2 separate regions of the Sus scrofa genome follow, and region 2 is linked to region 1. A link is a contact called in public HiChIP or PLAC-seq data. All regions are on one chromosome and are shown on one strand. The core of a region is the stretch at or near the end of the contact, and the rest is flanking DNA. Distances in the headings are between cores, read along the strand shown.

Region 1 (7,955 bases), core at 4,088-6,587:
CAGAAACAGACAGTGGTTAGGACAATATTTGGTTTTCAAAAATGTGTTTAGTATAAATTATTTTAGCTTGAAGCCGGTTGTTTGCTTTTGCCTGCTCTGACGCTTCCCTGCCTTGTAAACATATAAGCTTGGGGAGAGGGTAAAGGGAGGTGAATGAACTTGCCATCCCTGTGTAAACTGCGAATGAGGATTAAACACGAGAGGGAGATGCCCCGGATTTGTGATCCGTTTAAACACGATTTGTGCACTTCATGTTTCTTGACGTGAGACCACAATGAAGGCTTGGCGTTCTGAGAGGGATCTTAGGGTAAGACCTTCCAGATGAGGGTGGTGTTGCTTTTTGTCTTGTCACATCGTCATCCCGGTGATGCATTTATTTCTGTGCCTAGAGGGATGCTGAGGGATGCGGTGGTCTCTTTGAGGACTGGGAACCACCCTCTGCCTCCGTTACTCTGTTTGCTGGAAAGGAGTTAAAGGCCTCTGGTGTTATTATCAGAAATATCCAAGCCATGAGCCTGACCCCCAAGCACCTATTCTGGTCTTCCAGGGAGAAGCACATAAGGCAACGTTAGTTCTAAATATAACTGCAGTGGCTTACATTCTTCAAAAAGGCTGGCCCAAGGACACACACACCATCGGTATATTCAGTCTCCTATGTGAGAAAGCACCTGTTGACCCAAGCCTACCACAGCCACAAGCTTCAAGGAAACCCACAGACTAGAAACCCTTGTGCTGTCAAATTGCAACCAGGCTTATTTTAAACAAAACGTTCACTTTGGGTAAGGATCTTTGCACAAAGCCTTTCCCTGGGTTTTTTGGGGTTTTTTTTTTTGTTTTGTTTTTTTTGGCTGCCCCGTGGCATATGGAGTTCCCTGGCCAGGGATCAGATCCGAGCTGCAGTTGTGACCTAAGTCGCAGGTGCAGCAATGCAGGATCCTTAACCCACTGTGCTGGGCTGGGGATCAAACCTGCATTGCAGCTCTCTAGAGACACCACCGATCCCATTGTGCTACGGTGGGAACTCTAAGCTTTCCCTGTTGAATGGATTAGCTCTCCCAAGAGCACGGCACTTAGATAGTCCCCAGAGGAAATGCTTCTCGTGCCAGTTGGAAAACAACATCCCCAATATGACTGTTTGGAGAGGAAGTTCCAACCACGGGAGACAGACTAAACAATGGAATTCCTGAAAGCATCCAAGCCATTCACCCTAGACCAAGGCGTCACATTCAACTTTGCTGATGCCCAGCTCATGCTGGACCGCAGGCCGATGGGGCTCCGCACAGGCTGCCTCACCTGTCCAGGAATTCTGGTCCAGCCTCCCCTCAGGGAAGGCTCCAGGCTGCTTCCAGGGGTTGCTATTAAGCATCATCTGCTCTAAATATTCCCCCTGCCTGGAAGCCAGCCACCCTGATTCCCCTTTCTCCCTTTTGGGCTTAAAGATTCCATCAGGGGAGCTTGTTAGTGTTTTCCTGGGTTATACCTCAATGGCAGGGACTTTCCTTCCAAAAGGGCACTGTTATGAAGCACATAGGCGCCCTGGATACAGAGGGGTCCCCTCACTAGCACAGGGGGCCACTCGCTAGCACAGGGCAGAATACTGTTTATTCAGTTAATTGCCTTCCGGGCAGCACAGTTGGCCTGGCCTGCAAAGGGAGGAACTGGGCTTTACTTTTAAGACATGGTAATTCTCTAGGTGACCAAGGAAGCAAGGGCTGGAGGACATGGGCTGCTCAAAGGGATGAAGAGGTCTAATAAGGTGCACACAGCAATGGGATAAGCTTGTTAAACAGAGAATTCCCTTAGGAATTAGACTCCCTAAGACAATAGCTTTTTTTGTTTGTTTTTTTCCCTTTTTTAGGGCCGCTTCCTGCAGCATATGGAGGTTCCCAGGCTAGGAGTCAAATTGGAGCTGTAGCCACGGCCTACAGCTGAGCAAGGCCAGGGCTTGAACCCTCAACCTCAGGGTTCCTAGTCGGATTCATTAACTACTGCGCCATGATGGGAACTCACCAATAGTTTTTTTTTTTTTTTAAGGGCTGCACCCGAGGCATGTGAAAGTTCCCAGGCTAGGGATCGAATTGGAGCTGTAGCTGCCGGCACACACCATAGCCACAGTGACGTGGGATCCGAGCCACATCTGTGACCCACACCACAGCTCATGGCAACACTGGATCCTTAACCCACTGACCAGGGATCAAACCTGCATTCTCAGATCCATGGAGGGCTTTTAATAGGACTTATGGGACCATGGGCATAAGTGAGCTTAAGGTCCACCAACCCCACACAAAAAAGCAAGGGCCTTTCAGCCCCACTGCCAATTTATTTTCCCATTGTTACAGTTTTCTTGGCTTAATTGATTCTTCTGGGGAGTTTGCAGGACCTCTTCTCTGGTGCACTATGCTTCTGGGGAAGGCCTTATTTTCAACTGCAGGTCGTAAGTGGATCATTGGGAGTTCCCATTGTGGTGCAGTGGAAATGAATCTTGACTAGTATCCATGAGGACACAGGTTTGATCCCTGGCCTTGCTCAGCGGGTTAAGGATCTGGCGTTGCCATGAGCTGTGGTGTAGATTGCAGACATGGCTTGGATCCCATGTTGCTGTGGCTGTGGTATAGGCCGGCAGCTGCAGCTCCAATTGTCCAGTGTCCTAGCTGGGAACTTCCATGTGCCCTAAAAACAAGAACAAAAACAAACAAACAAAAAAGTGGATCATGGAAGAACATGCGTTATTTCCGGGCCTTGCATTTTGGTTACTTGATGTGCCACAGAAGGCTAAGGATGAGAAGACTTCTGTGAGAAGCCTAAGATGAGAAGAAACATCTCAACTGTTTTCCAGTGCTCAAGAGTACCATATCGCGGGGAGTTCCTGTCGTGGCGCAGTGGTTAACGAATCTGACTAGGAACCATGAGGTTGCGGGTTCGGTCCCTGCCTTGCTCAGTGGGTTAACGATCCGGCGTTGCTGTGAGCTGTGGTGTAGGTTGCAGACGTGGCTCGGATCCAGCGTTGCTGTGGCTCTGGCATAGGCTGGTGGCTAGAGCTCCAATTCGACCCCTAGCCTGGGAACCTCCATATGCCGCGGGAGCGGCCCAAGATATAGCAAAAAGACAAAAAAAAAAAAAAAAAGTACCATATCAGGAGTCAAATGATCTGTGTTCTACTTTTTCCTCTCTCATCTCAGCAGCCAAGCTGCTATCTCTGTGGGCCCTGGTGTTCTTGCCCATGGCAATGCTGGACCTGACTTGCTGCACTGCTGTAAGGATCATTGAGGGAATGTCTGAGACAGGAGTTTTTAAAAAATTAAAGTGGAAAGACGTCATCGTGCTTGCAGGTGGAAGAAAAGAAACCAGTAGCGTTAACCTGTTGAGCACAGAAATGTTTTTTTATAAAGTCAGGGAGCTGATGGAAGATGTTGATCGTTTTCGTGGATAATTATGACTCCTCATAGCTATAAAGAATCAGAAGAGAAACAGAAGCAGGATTTTCTTTCTACATCATAATTTAAATGTTCAGACACTTAAAAAAAGGAACACAAAAGATATATTCAAAGTCATAGGAGACCCATTAATATTGCCACTTCCATCACACACTATTAGGCTCTGTAGACCCCATAAACAATGGAAACCAGGCTTTGCTGTTTTGATTGCTTAAGGCATGATGCTTTCTCTCCTTTCTGCAAATTCAACTGCAATTGTTGTCTTTCTCCTAAAAGTGTTATTATTTCCATGACATAAGACCTGCGTCTCCATGTGGCCACAAGTGGAATCTCTCCCCTCCCTATAGAAGAGCAAACCATTTTCCTCTGTGTATCCCTAGGGGCACATGGAAGATCAATCCAATAAAACAAACTGGCTCATGACATGGTAATGACTGAATGTTGTTATTCGTTTTACCCATTCTATTCTATGAGCGAACACTTTCAAATAGCATCTTGTGTGGGGGAGGGATAACCTAGGAGTTTGGGATTAAAATATACACTCTGCTATCTATAAAACAGATAACCAACAAAAACCTGCTGTATAGCACAGGGAACTATGCTCAACATCTTGCAATAACCTGTAATGGAAAGGAATCTAAAAGAAAAAATATATATATTCATATACATACATATTTATAAAGAGAACAAATATTATTATATATAAAACTGAATCACTTTGCTGTACACCCGAAACACAATATTGTAAATCAACTGTATTTCAATAAAAATTTAAAAAATACAGCACGTTAATGTTCTCAAAGGTAAACATTATCGACTGTAAAAAAACATGTTCTCTTGATATCGATTAGAATGCAATGAGGGAAGCCAGGGGCATAGATAGGAGTTGGCTCAATGGTCAGCCCACATCCCTGAGTCGGCTCCCCTATCCGAGGACTGTATGGACACCAAGTACGTCTCAGTCAATCCCCCCTTCAGCCACATCTCTCCTCTTTCATTTCCTGTTTCTCATTCATCTATTGGCTCTGCTCAGGAGCATGTGGGACTGGGAGTCTCTTTATTCTACATTTGGTGTAGCACCTGGTAACTGTTGATAAAATCACCATCATTCCCATTTTGCAGAAAGGGGAACCTCAAATATTGGAGTAGTAGACTTAGTCAAGGCCAATGCTTCTGAGAGGTTTTCAGGGATGGCAGTAGTGTAAGTTGGGTGGGTCAATCACTTAACCCTGAACTGAAGTCTTTCCACTTGCTTTTAGTAAGCATTTAATACCCTAGAACTATCTTACTATAGTTTTATTAGTTACTCCACATAACAGGGTAGCATGGCTTTCCTAATTTTTTTTTTTTTTTGGGCTATCCCAATTGAACCAAGAGGAAATATGTAGAGAATAACCAAGGCCATTTCTACACAAACACAATGCCATCTGTTTGTGAATATACCTCCTATTGTCTCACATTCACGTCAAACTCTCATGAGAATCTCATGGGAACTGCAGTTAAACTGAAGCCACCCATCACCCAGTGAAGATGAAGAGATTCTCACTGCACTTCTCAGGAAATTTTGTAAGATGATTCTAACAAAAGAGATCCAGCCCCTGAGGGTGTCCCCCGGGAGGCTCTTGCGTTGGTAGACAAGGACCAAATGGCCACTGTAAAGCATCTAGAAATGTTCCTGAATAGAGTATTTCCTAGACCACAAGCAAGTCTTGACCTAAAACCATTTCCACCTTTTCTTCCACCTTTGTCCTAGAACACAGACTGTTCTGTAATCGTGCCTTATAAAAACTCGTTTAGCAGTCCTGATTTACCAGCTCCGGATTAGATCTCAGGCCACAACAAACATGCCTGGTCCAGTGCTTCTGTTCCCACGTCACTTCTTTACAGAAAATTTTAGATACTGATGCGACACAGCTTCCTTGAATGAATGTTTTAAATGCCTCTCAAGAGCCCTTGATTGCACTGAGGAAGAACAAAATGTTCATGAGAAATCACTCCCTTGTTTTTCTATAATTAGCTGGTTCTCTTCCTCTTCCTTGATTCCCCGCCTAATGATGCATTGGCTTGGCTGAACACCACCACTGAAGATGGGGGAGATTACATGTATTACACTATGATGCAAATATTAGTATCAGGGTGGAATTTCTGCTCCAACACCAGCATCGTGATTTTCACTGCTGGTAGTAAATTTTAAGTATTGCTGACATGATTTGAGCAGCATTCACTTCCTAATTATTTAGGAAAATCTACTTTTTTATTTATTGCTTTATTTCTAGGCTGAGTCAGGCATTGACACACTGCTAGTGAAAAGACTCACCTCTAGGTCTGTTCTCTTTGCATTTTAGGGTAGTAGTTGGAAAGGTACACCAGCTTTCCTATTAAAATGGATTTGCCTTAAACCATGTGAAAAAGATACACATTTAAAGGCAGCCAACTTGCGTGAACCCTTGGCACTTTTTATGCAAACACCCAGCAAATTAAAAAGGAATTATGAGCATGCCTATAAATGTTTCAAAATGGTAAACAACACCCTTGAAGTCCTGTGTGTACAATAGCCTTAGCTCCACCCTTCCTTAATTGAATGCATTTTTTTAATCTGAGGGCCAATTTCTAACCCTACGTGCAGTCTGGGTTCCTGGGTGGAGAAGGGAGGGAGGCCGTAGTGTCGCTATCAGTGGGTAGCCAGATGCTGCTGGCTCTTTGGACAGCATTGATTAGTTTTATTCCTTTTATAGCTGTGCACGTGCACACACAGTGAGAAGTTACAAAGGACTGGGATAGAGCCACATCTCAGGCTCCATCAGTATCCTCTCACACTCTGTCTCCCCATTAACTCAATTTTTTTTTGGTCTTTTGTCTTTTTAGGGCTGCACCCATGGCATATGGAGGTTCCCAAGCCAGCGGTCGAATTGGAGGTATAGCTGCTGGCCTATGTCACAGCCAGAGCAACGTGAGATCCGAGCTGTGTCTGTGACCTACACCACAGCTCACGGCAATGCCGGATCTTTAACCCATTGATCGAGGCCAGGGATTGAATCCACATCCTCACAGTGGATAATAGTCGGGTTTGTTAACCACTGATCCATGGTAAAACTCCTCAAAGTCAATTCTGTACCCAACACCAAGCTCTGCCATCAGACTCACGAGACTCAGTGATGCCTGAGCCCCTCAGAGGTGGGAAGTCCCTAGAACTTTCCTTTGCACTGCTTGCCTATCTGCTAAGAGTCCTACCAAACCACACTCTGTCACACAGCCAAGGAAGAGAAGGTCCTTGTAACTGAAAATGGAAAGAGCTTTCAATGAGTAGCATTCCTTCCTTATAAAAATACCCAATCTGGTCCATCTAGTTCCTTCTTTTCAGGTGATGATATGGGGAAGTCAGTGACACAGGTGATCCGAGACACCTGAAAAGAAGTAGTATCCATGAGGACGTGGGTTCAATCTGTGGCCTTGCCCAGCAGGTTAAGGATCTGGTATTGCTGTGACTGTGGTGTAGGTGGCAGACATGGCTGGGATCTGACATTGTGGCTGTGGTGTAGGCTGGCAGCTGCAGATCTGATTCAACCCCTAGCCTGGGAACCTCCATATGCTACAGGTGTGGCCCTAAAAAAAGACAAAAAAATCTAAAAATAGAGCTATCATATGTCCAGCAATTCCATCCTGGGCATATATCCAGAGAAAACTATAATTCAAAAAGATACATGCACCCCTATGTTCATACTATTGTGAACAGTGCTGCTAAAACATGAAAAAAACCTAAATGTCCATCAACAGATGAATGGATAAAGAAAATGTGGTAGGTATATACAATGGAATACTATGCAGCCATAAAAAGAATTAAACAAGGCCATTATTACATCATTTATAGCAACATGGATGGACTTTGAGACAATCATACTAAGTGAGACAAGTCAGACAGAGACAAATATCACATATCTCTTATACGTAGAATCTAAAATATGACACAAGTGAACTTATTTGTAAAACAAAGAGACTTACAGACATAAAGAGCAGAATTGCGGTTGCCAAGGGGGAAGGATGGATTGGGAGTTTGGGGATTAGCAGATGCAAACTATTATATACAGAATGGATAAACAACGAGGTACTATTGTATAGCACAGGGAATTACATTCAATATCCTGTGATAGACGGGAATGGAAAAGATTACAAAAAAAGAGTGTATATATGTGTGTGTGTGTCTGTGTAACTGAATCACTTTGCTGTACAGCAGAAACTAACATAATATTTCAAATCAACTATACATCAATAAAAAAACCAAACCCACAATCACAAAAACACACTCACAAGCCCAGCGCCCAGAACAGAGAGGAAGGGAGAGTGAGGAATACACAGGGGCCTCAGGATGGGTGTCTAATGGCTCCTGGGACTGGGACACTATGCTATCAGCTGTATCTGCACCATTTTCTCCTCGACTGGCCACAAATCCCCTATGTTGGGTGGGACCTCATCTTCAAGCCAAAGAGCCAGGATTGGCAGTGACAGAAAAATACCTTGGGCAGC
Region 2 (7,955 bases), core at 4,083-6,582, 130 kb after region 1:
CACACAAACCTCCCCAATTTTTTTTTTTTTTTTCTGCATGGTCATGTAACCAAGGCAGCTGACTGTTTAAAAGTGGAAACAGAGAGAAGTCATGGATGACAAACAGGACGTATTCATTTAGTTTTACAAATGTGCCCTTTCCAAAGCCAGAATTACTCACTCCCTGGCAGCTCATGGTGGCGGGGGGAGGACCTGGGTCAGCTCAAACGCCATGGCTTTAGGATGTCCTTTCCACGTGGGGGTGGGATGTTCCAGATAAGGCAGAAATGTCAGATGCAATGAAAATCCTTATGGATTTTAATCATCACGGGAAAGCAAACAACTTCGACAGGCGAGGAAAAGTGGCCCGTTTTTAGAGTGTCCCAGAAAAGTCCTCCCAGGCCTAGCTATATATGCAGCGACAAATGTCCTCATTTTGGGTGTATTGTGAAGGAGGGATATGAAATCTGAGCTATGTCACATGCCAGAGGAGCTATTTCAGCCTTCTGTAATAAAGCAATCAGAACCTGAGCTAGCTTTCGTTCCAGCTCGTTTTGACTCTTATAGGATGCAAAGGGTGAACATGGGTTTATCAAAATAGGAGGTAGAAAATGATGGCCTTTGACCATGATGGATGGGTGGCTTTCCTTTTTTCTCCTCTAAGCACACAGTTGATAGTGTGCCCACAAACGGGAGAGTCAGTGGGAAGTCCAGAGTTCCACGCTGAGGCTTTTTTTTTTTTTCTTTTTTCTTTTCTTTTTTTTGGCTTTTTTGTCTTTTTTGCTTTTTCTAGGGCTGCTCCCTCAGCATATGGAGGTTCCCAGGCTAGGGGTCGAATCGGAGCTGTAGCCACCAGCCTATGCCAGAGCCACAGCAACGCGGGATCTGAGCCGCATCTGCAACCTACACCACAGCTCACAGCAACGCTGAATCCTTAACCCACTGAACAAGGCCAGGGATTGAACCCACAACCTTGAGGTTCCTGGTCGGATTCATTAACCACTGCACCATGACAGGAACTCCTATTTTTTTTCTTTTTAAGGCCACACCTGCAGCATAGGGAAGTTCCCAGGCTAGGGATCCAATTGGAGCTACAACTGCCTGGCAACCTGAGATCCCAGCCGCATCTGCAACCTACTTCGCAGATTATGGCAACCCCGGATTCTTAACCCACTGAGCGAGGCCAGGGATCAAACCTGCATCCTCATGGATACTGGCTGGGTTCTTAACTTACTGAGCCACAACAGGAACCCCATGAGGCTTTAAATACCATCTCTGTGCCAGCAGTTTCCATATTTGTCTCTGGTTCCAACTTCTCTTCTGAGACTCTGACCACATTCTCAGAGTCTCACCACCATCTCCAACTCTGCCCACCACAGCCAACTGGTCCCCTCTTCCTACCCCTCTTCCTGTTTCCCTCTCAGCCAATGGTCCTTTCGGCTACCCAAGTGCTCCAGCTTGACCCTCTTGTCCCACGTCCAATCCATGACAACTCCTGTCAACTCCACCTCCAACATATATATCAACTGCAACCACTGCTTCTGTTTCCACTACCACCACAGCCCACCCCTCCAACAGCTCCACCTGGATGACCAAGTCATCGCCTAAATTGTTTCCAGCTGCCCTTCTTGCCCCGAGTCCTGCTACCAAATCTGTCCTTTGCATCCCATCCAGACTAGACTTTTTATTTTATTTTATCTTGACCAAGCCTGTGGCACCTGGAGGTTCCTGGGCCAGGGGTTGAACCTGTGCCACAGCAGCCACCTAAGCCACTGCAGTCACAATGCCAGATCCTTAACAGGCTGTGTCACAAGGGAACTCCCAGACTAGATTTTTTATTTTATTTTTTAAAGTTTTATTGCAGTATAATGGATTTACCAAGTTTCTGCTGTACCACACAAAGCATGCTATTCAGTTACACATGTACATACATCCATTCTTTTTTCAGAGTCTTTTCCCACATAGATTATCACAGCATATTGGGTAGAGGTCCCTGTGCTATGCAGCAGGTCCCCATTGGCCAGTCGTCCCACATACCCCAATGTGCATATACCAATCCTAGACCCCCAGGCCATCCCTGCCCCCCTTGTCCCCTTTGGTGACCATAAGTATGCTCTCAAACCAGACTCGACTTTTAAAAAAATTAATTCAGGAGTTCCCGTCATGGCTCAGTGGTTAGCAAACCCAACTACCACCCATGAAGACGAGAGTTCAATCCCTGGCCTTGCTCAGTGGGTTAAGGATGCATTGTTGCCGTGAGCTGTGGTGTAGGTCGCAGATTCGGCTCGGATCCTGCATTGCTGTGGCTGTGGCATAGACCGGTGGCTACAGCTCCAATTGGACCCCTAGCCTGGGAACCTCCATACACCGCGAGTGCATCCCTAAAAAGACAAAAAGACCAAAAAAACAAAATAAATTAATTTAAAAAATTAAAAATAAATTTAAAAAAATTAAAAATAAAAAAAGTAATTCCGATTATGCCATGAGCCTCCCTAAAAGCCTCAAGCTTTCCAGGGCAATAAGGAGGAAATATAAAATCCCTGACTTGGCCTGTAAGGCTTTGGCATAATTTGATTCCTGTTCACCTCTCCAACGTTACCTCGGCGACCCTCGCTTTCTGTCAGTTTCTCAAACACTCAAAGCTTTTCTCCATCTCATGGTTTTGCTATTCCTGGACTGGCTTGTCCTGACCTCCATCCACCCGCCCCCACCCCCATCCTCATTCACCTTCCCTGCCAAAAGCAGCACACAATCTCCCTCTTCCCTGCCTAACTCTCATCTTCCAGGTCTCAGTTCAAATGGTATTTCCTAGAGACACATCCCCTCCACACCCATTTCCTCTGTTCGTTCGTTCTTTCTTTCTTTTTCTTTCTCTTTCTCTCTTTCTCTCTTTTTCTTTCTTTCTTTCTTTCTCTCTTTCTCTCTTTCTCTCTTTCTCTCTTTCTCTTTCTTTCTTTCTTTCTTTCTTTCTTTCTTTCTTTCTTTCTTCCTTCTTTCTTTTTTTCTTTCTGTCTTTTTAGGGCCCACGGCATATGGACGTTCCCAGGCTAGGGGTCTGCTGGTCTACACCACAGTTATGGCAGCTGCTGGTCTACACCACAGTCACGGCAACGTGGGATCCTTAACCCACTGAGCGAGGCCAGGGGTTTGAACCCACATCCTCACGGACACTAGTCAGGGCTACAACAGAAACTCCTTCTTTGTAGTACCTGATGAGACTGTAAGTATATTATTTATTTGCCTATGTGCTTCATATATAATGTACATAGTTTACCCTCCTATACCTACCCCTCCGTCTAGAATTAGGTTTCATTCCATGAAAGCAGGACCCGTGTCTATTGTCTTCACAATTACACGTCTAGAGCCTGGTACCTAACAGGTTCCATTTTTTTTTTTTCCAGCCAAATAAAGCACGAGTAATTGAAGGAGAATTTTTTTTCCGCTCTCAATTCAGCTCACTTAAGGAAGAGTTTCTTCAATAGCTGTTGAAAGGGGCTTACTTGTTCTTGTTCAGACGCAGATATAGTTTTCCCTGTGGAGATGTAGAGAATTAGCAAATAACTGTGGTCTTCCAGAATCTGGCTAAATTCTCCCTCCAAGGAATTGCTTGCTATTGCTTCAGGGCTGATGTCCCACAGTCCAGGGAAAGGTGGGGTAGGGGTGTGGTAAGAAGCAGGGGCAGATGGGTGCAGACCCAGGACGAATGTATTCGTGACTTTCCCTGTTAGGTGCATTTTGTTTTGTTTTAAGATTTGCTTATTCTGGACATTTCTTTTATTTATTTATTTATTTATTTTTGTCTTTTTAGGGCCACACCGTGGCATATGCAAGTTCCCACAGCTGCCAGCCTACACCACAGCCACAGCAACGCCAGATCCAAGCTGTATCTGCAACCTATACCACAGCTCATGGCAACGGTGGATCCTTAACCCACTGAGCAAGGCCAGGAATTGAACCCGCATCCTCATGAATACTAGCTGGATTCGTTTACTGCTGCACCACAACAGGAACTCCTGCCTGTTAGGTTTTGTAATTTGTTCCCCATGAAAACAACAGGGCAGAGCAGAAACTGTACTGTTACAAAAAAAAAAAAAAAACAACAACAAAAAAAAACTGGGGGGCCAGCTTTGGAAAACCAAACACCACTTAGATTTGCAATATCAGTTTATGGAGAAAAATGTGTTCCAAATTCCAACAACCAACATCCCCCCCAGCCCCAAAATGAAGAAACAAACCTCTCAGAACAAAAATTCTTCCTAAGTGGGAATGGCCCACATTGTGTTTCATATGAGTTTTCAAATATAGACACACCCTCTCCGGCCTCTCATCTTACATCCCATCCCAGTGAGGATGGTGTTGGGAAGGGCCAGGAGATGGTTGATTTACACAGGGCTTGTACTAGTTGTGATGAGGCGATGAGGAAAAGATTTATTTTCCTGTTTGTATTTCAGAAGGAACGTCCATCTCATTCCCCAGGAAGGAGCAATCTGGAACCGCACACTGCCGACTACCACCCCTGCTCCCCTCTTGCTGCTCCCAAGAAGACGGGTAATGACCAATCTGATTGGTAAGACAGAGATCAGGTCCTTCCCTGGGCCCTGAGTTCTGGGCTGCTGCATTAAAAAGCAATGGACCTGGGAGTTCCCGTCGTGGCTCAGCAGCAGCAAATTCTAATAGTATCCATGAGGACGCGGGTTCAATCCCTGGCCTTGCTCAGTGGGTTGAGGATCTAATGTTGTGTGGGTCCCAGATGCATCTCGGATCTGGCATTGCTATGGCTGTGGTGTAGGCCAGAGGCTGCAGCTCTGATTCGAACCCTAGCCTGGAAACATCCATATGCCAAGGGTGCGGCGCTAAGAAGACAAAAAAAAAAAAAAAAAAAAAAAAAAAAGCATTGGCCTTTTTCCCTTTGCCTCTTTTTTTTCCTTTAAAAGCATTTTTTAAAACTGAAGTATAGTTGATGTACAACATTTCAGGTTATACAACAAAATGATTCAGTTATATATATACACACACACGTATATGTATATGCATATATACATACATATACTTATATGGGGTGTGTGTATTCTTTTTCAGATCCTTTTCCATTATAGGTTATTACATGATATCGACTCTAGTTCCCTGTCCCTTTGTCTCTTGGATTTTGTCTGGCGAGCTCAGATAAAGGGAGGGCAGGCCTATGAAGCCTGTCTCCCTGTTACAGGCAGGCCGTGTGGGGACGGTGGGCCAGCTGACACAGGCCTCTGCTTTCTTGCTTCCACTTTCGTCCCTCTCACTGGCTGGAGGAATCAGACTTTTGTGGGTCTCATAGTTCAGGGAAGACGACGGCAGGAAGCTCTGCATCGCTGTCAATCTAGCTCCTCCGAAGGCAGATGCTATATTAAGATCCCCCTTGCTCAGCCAGAAGGTTGAGCAACCCTTCCCGCTAACCTCAGTAACTCATGTTTTAACTTGTTTCTTTTATAAACAACTTTTCTCTACTTATGTATAAAAGGCACGTGAAAATAAATCTCACACTGGAATTAGAAAGTGTGTAAATCAGGTGTTTGCCTTGTCTCTAAAACCAGCGTCAAAATGAAATCTTTCTACATCCTAGATTTTTCAACAAAACCCAGGAAAGCTCCTTTTTGAATTTTATATTAAGCAGCTTTGCTCTTGAGTCAGCCCAAACAAAGGCACACAGCCATGCATTCTATCTCTGTACCTAGGATTTCTTTTCTTTCTTTCTTTTTCTTTTTTTTCTTTTTTTCTTTTTTTTATTTTTTTTTTGTCTTTTTAGGGCCACACCTGCGGCATATGGAGGTTCCCAGGCTAGGGGTCCAATTGGAGCTACAGTTGCCAGCCTATACCACAGCCACAGCAACATGGGATTCTAGCCACGTCTGCGACCTACACCACAGCTCACAGCAATGCTGGATCCTTAACCCCCTGATCCCACTGAGGCCAGGGGTTGAACCTGCATCCTCATGGATACCAGTTGGGTTTGTTATCACTGAGCCACGACAGGAACTCCGTAGGATTTCTGCTCTACACTTTTGTCATCCGTGTAATAATAGTTTTGCAATGCTTTGCTCACAACGAAGTATCATATTGTTGAAGGGAACAGGCCTAGAAGGATATAGGGGCTTGCTCAAAACCACAGTGAGCCCTGGAGCTGGGCCTGTGAGTCGGATATCCAGCTCTCAAACCTGCATACTGGAAATTCCAAATTACTTGGCAGTGGCTTCTAATTGGTCCTTGGCAAAATGATTTGAAATCCCTGGGAAAAGGCTGTCTTTTTCATATTTATACCCATTAGGTGCCCTGGATCACTATCTTGAAGGGGATTTGGGGAAAGAGTGTGGCCAAGAGGGTACATAAGAGGAGCTTTTAACATCAAGAAAAAACCTAATTTTCTTTGCAATGTCTCTTATGTTTTCAATCGGAGTAGAAAGAATACATAGACTTAAACTCTTCCACTAAGTCACAAATATTAGAAATTCTGAGCAATCTGGTTATGACCCCCAGGGGTCAGGAAGATGTCATCTTTACACATATATTTCTTCAGTCCATGCTTTTATGAAAGTTAGGGATATTTCTCTTTGAGGTGAAACTGTGTCTTTCAGGGCTCTGTGAAATCCTCTAAGACTAAATACTGAACATTCTGGAACCATCATAGAGAAGGGGACTGAACTTGAATCTCTTAGGCAAAGACATATAGTCTCCTCTAGAACTGTGAGTCTAGCCCTGAGCATACTTGTCAATACTTGATAAATAATTAATAAACAGCAATAATAAATGCTACGAATGAAAATAACAATGTGAGGGCCACTCAGATTTCTTGCAACCCAGAAAGGAACTGGTGGAGTGATTTCAGACTGCAGAAAAAAAATCCCAAGATCCCATGACACTTGTCTCTATTTTCAGGGGACAAAAGGCTTTAGATTCCTCATTCTGATTAATTGACCGGGTCGGTTGATTTTTGAAACCACACTGCAATGAAAAAGCCATTGGAAAACACAGAGGAGCATTCTGTCTTACATGTGGAGTTCTCTAAACTGGTTCAGACAGCTGGACCCCATTTTGTGTTTGGTTTTTTTTTTTCAAACAGACTCTCAGTGTCCTAAACTCGATCCAGCTGTAGGTGCTAACTGCCTCTCAGTGACGAGGTTGGGAAAGTCTCATTCAAAAGGGAACCGGATGCTGAAATTTCATTGCAGTTGCCTTATTTCTGTAGCTTCAACGCTGTCCTCGATCGCAAAGTTCATCTCGGCACACTGAGCCTGTGCTCACATTCTAGGGGCATGTGTTACAGTTACTAGAGCTGAAATTCCAAGGCATTTGTACCAGATGGCCTCTACAGACACGTCAACGGATTTGGACTTTCTTCTCCAGCCAGGTTGCTCATATCCATGTGTACATACAAATGCTTTGAAATATCAAATTATTTTTTAATTCTTTTTTTTAAATGTCCACACTGGTGGCATATGGAAGTTCCCCGGCTGGGGGTCCAATTAGAGCTGCAGCTGCAGGCCTATGCCATGGCCATGGCAACACCAGTTCCAAGCTGCATCTGCGACCTATGCTGCAGGTTGCAGCAACACTGGATCCTTAATCCACTGAGGGAGGCCACGAATCGAACCTGCATCCTCACAGAGACAATGTCAGGTCCTTAACCCATGGAGCCACAAAGGGAACTCCTTGAATTATTTTTTCAGTAAAGAATTATAGAAGTAAAACATTCTTAGTAAAAAACCATAAGCAAATATGAAGAAAAAAGAGGCTTCAACTAAAAAGTATGTTTGCCTGCCCCTTAGTGCCCAATAACAAGAACGATAACCAGAACAATAACACACACATACATACACACCCTTATTTCCAGTCTCTAGGGAAATCATTAGGTGGATAGACAGACAATATTTATTTGTGTGTATACACACACTTATACAGGTCACAAATTATTTGCATCTTTTACTCATTGTCTAATATTGTAT

What was found. HiChIP or PLAC-seq counts read pairs in DNA pulled down with a chosen protein or histone mark.
Region 2: a contact with region 1 is called in an H3K27ac HiChIP or PLAC-seq map of skeletal muscle, with 4 times the contacts expected there. The contact joins two enhancer-like sites. A contact is called at or near these places in 2 of 47 Hi-C or Micro-C datasets (heart right ventricle and skeletal muscle) and 1 of 2 datasets of contacts at active chromatin or transcription factors (skeletal muscle).

Annotation. Positions count from the first base shown.
Region 1 is chr8:40,313,049-40,321,003 of Sscrofa11.1, forward strand. All of the region lies in intron 6 of LNX1 (E3 ubiquitin-protein ligase LNX), which reads right to left. Among named protein-coding and RNA genes, the nearest start is that of LNX1, 160 kb to the right of the region's middle. Within about 2 kb of position 5,338, at least 6 of the 83 cell types and tissues checked have an H3K27ac peak or open chromatin away from gene starts, as enhancers often do. A contact at or near this core is called in skeletal muscle, where this site is marked.
Region 2 is chr8:40,443,114-40,451,068 of Sscrofa11.1, forward strand. All of the region lies in intron 1 of LNX1 (E3 ubiquitin-protein ligase LNX), which reads right to left. Among named protein-coding and RNA genes, the nearest start is that of LNX1, 26 kb to the right of the region's middle. Within about 2 kb of position 5,333, at least 15 of the 83 cell types and tissues checked have an H3K27ac peak or open chromatin away from gene starts, as enhancers often do. A contact at or near this core is called in skeletal muscle, where this site is marked.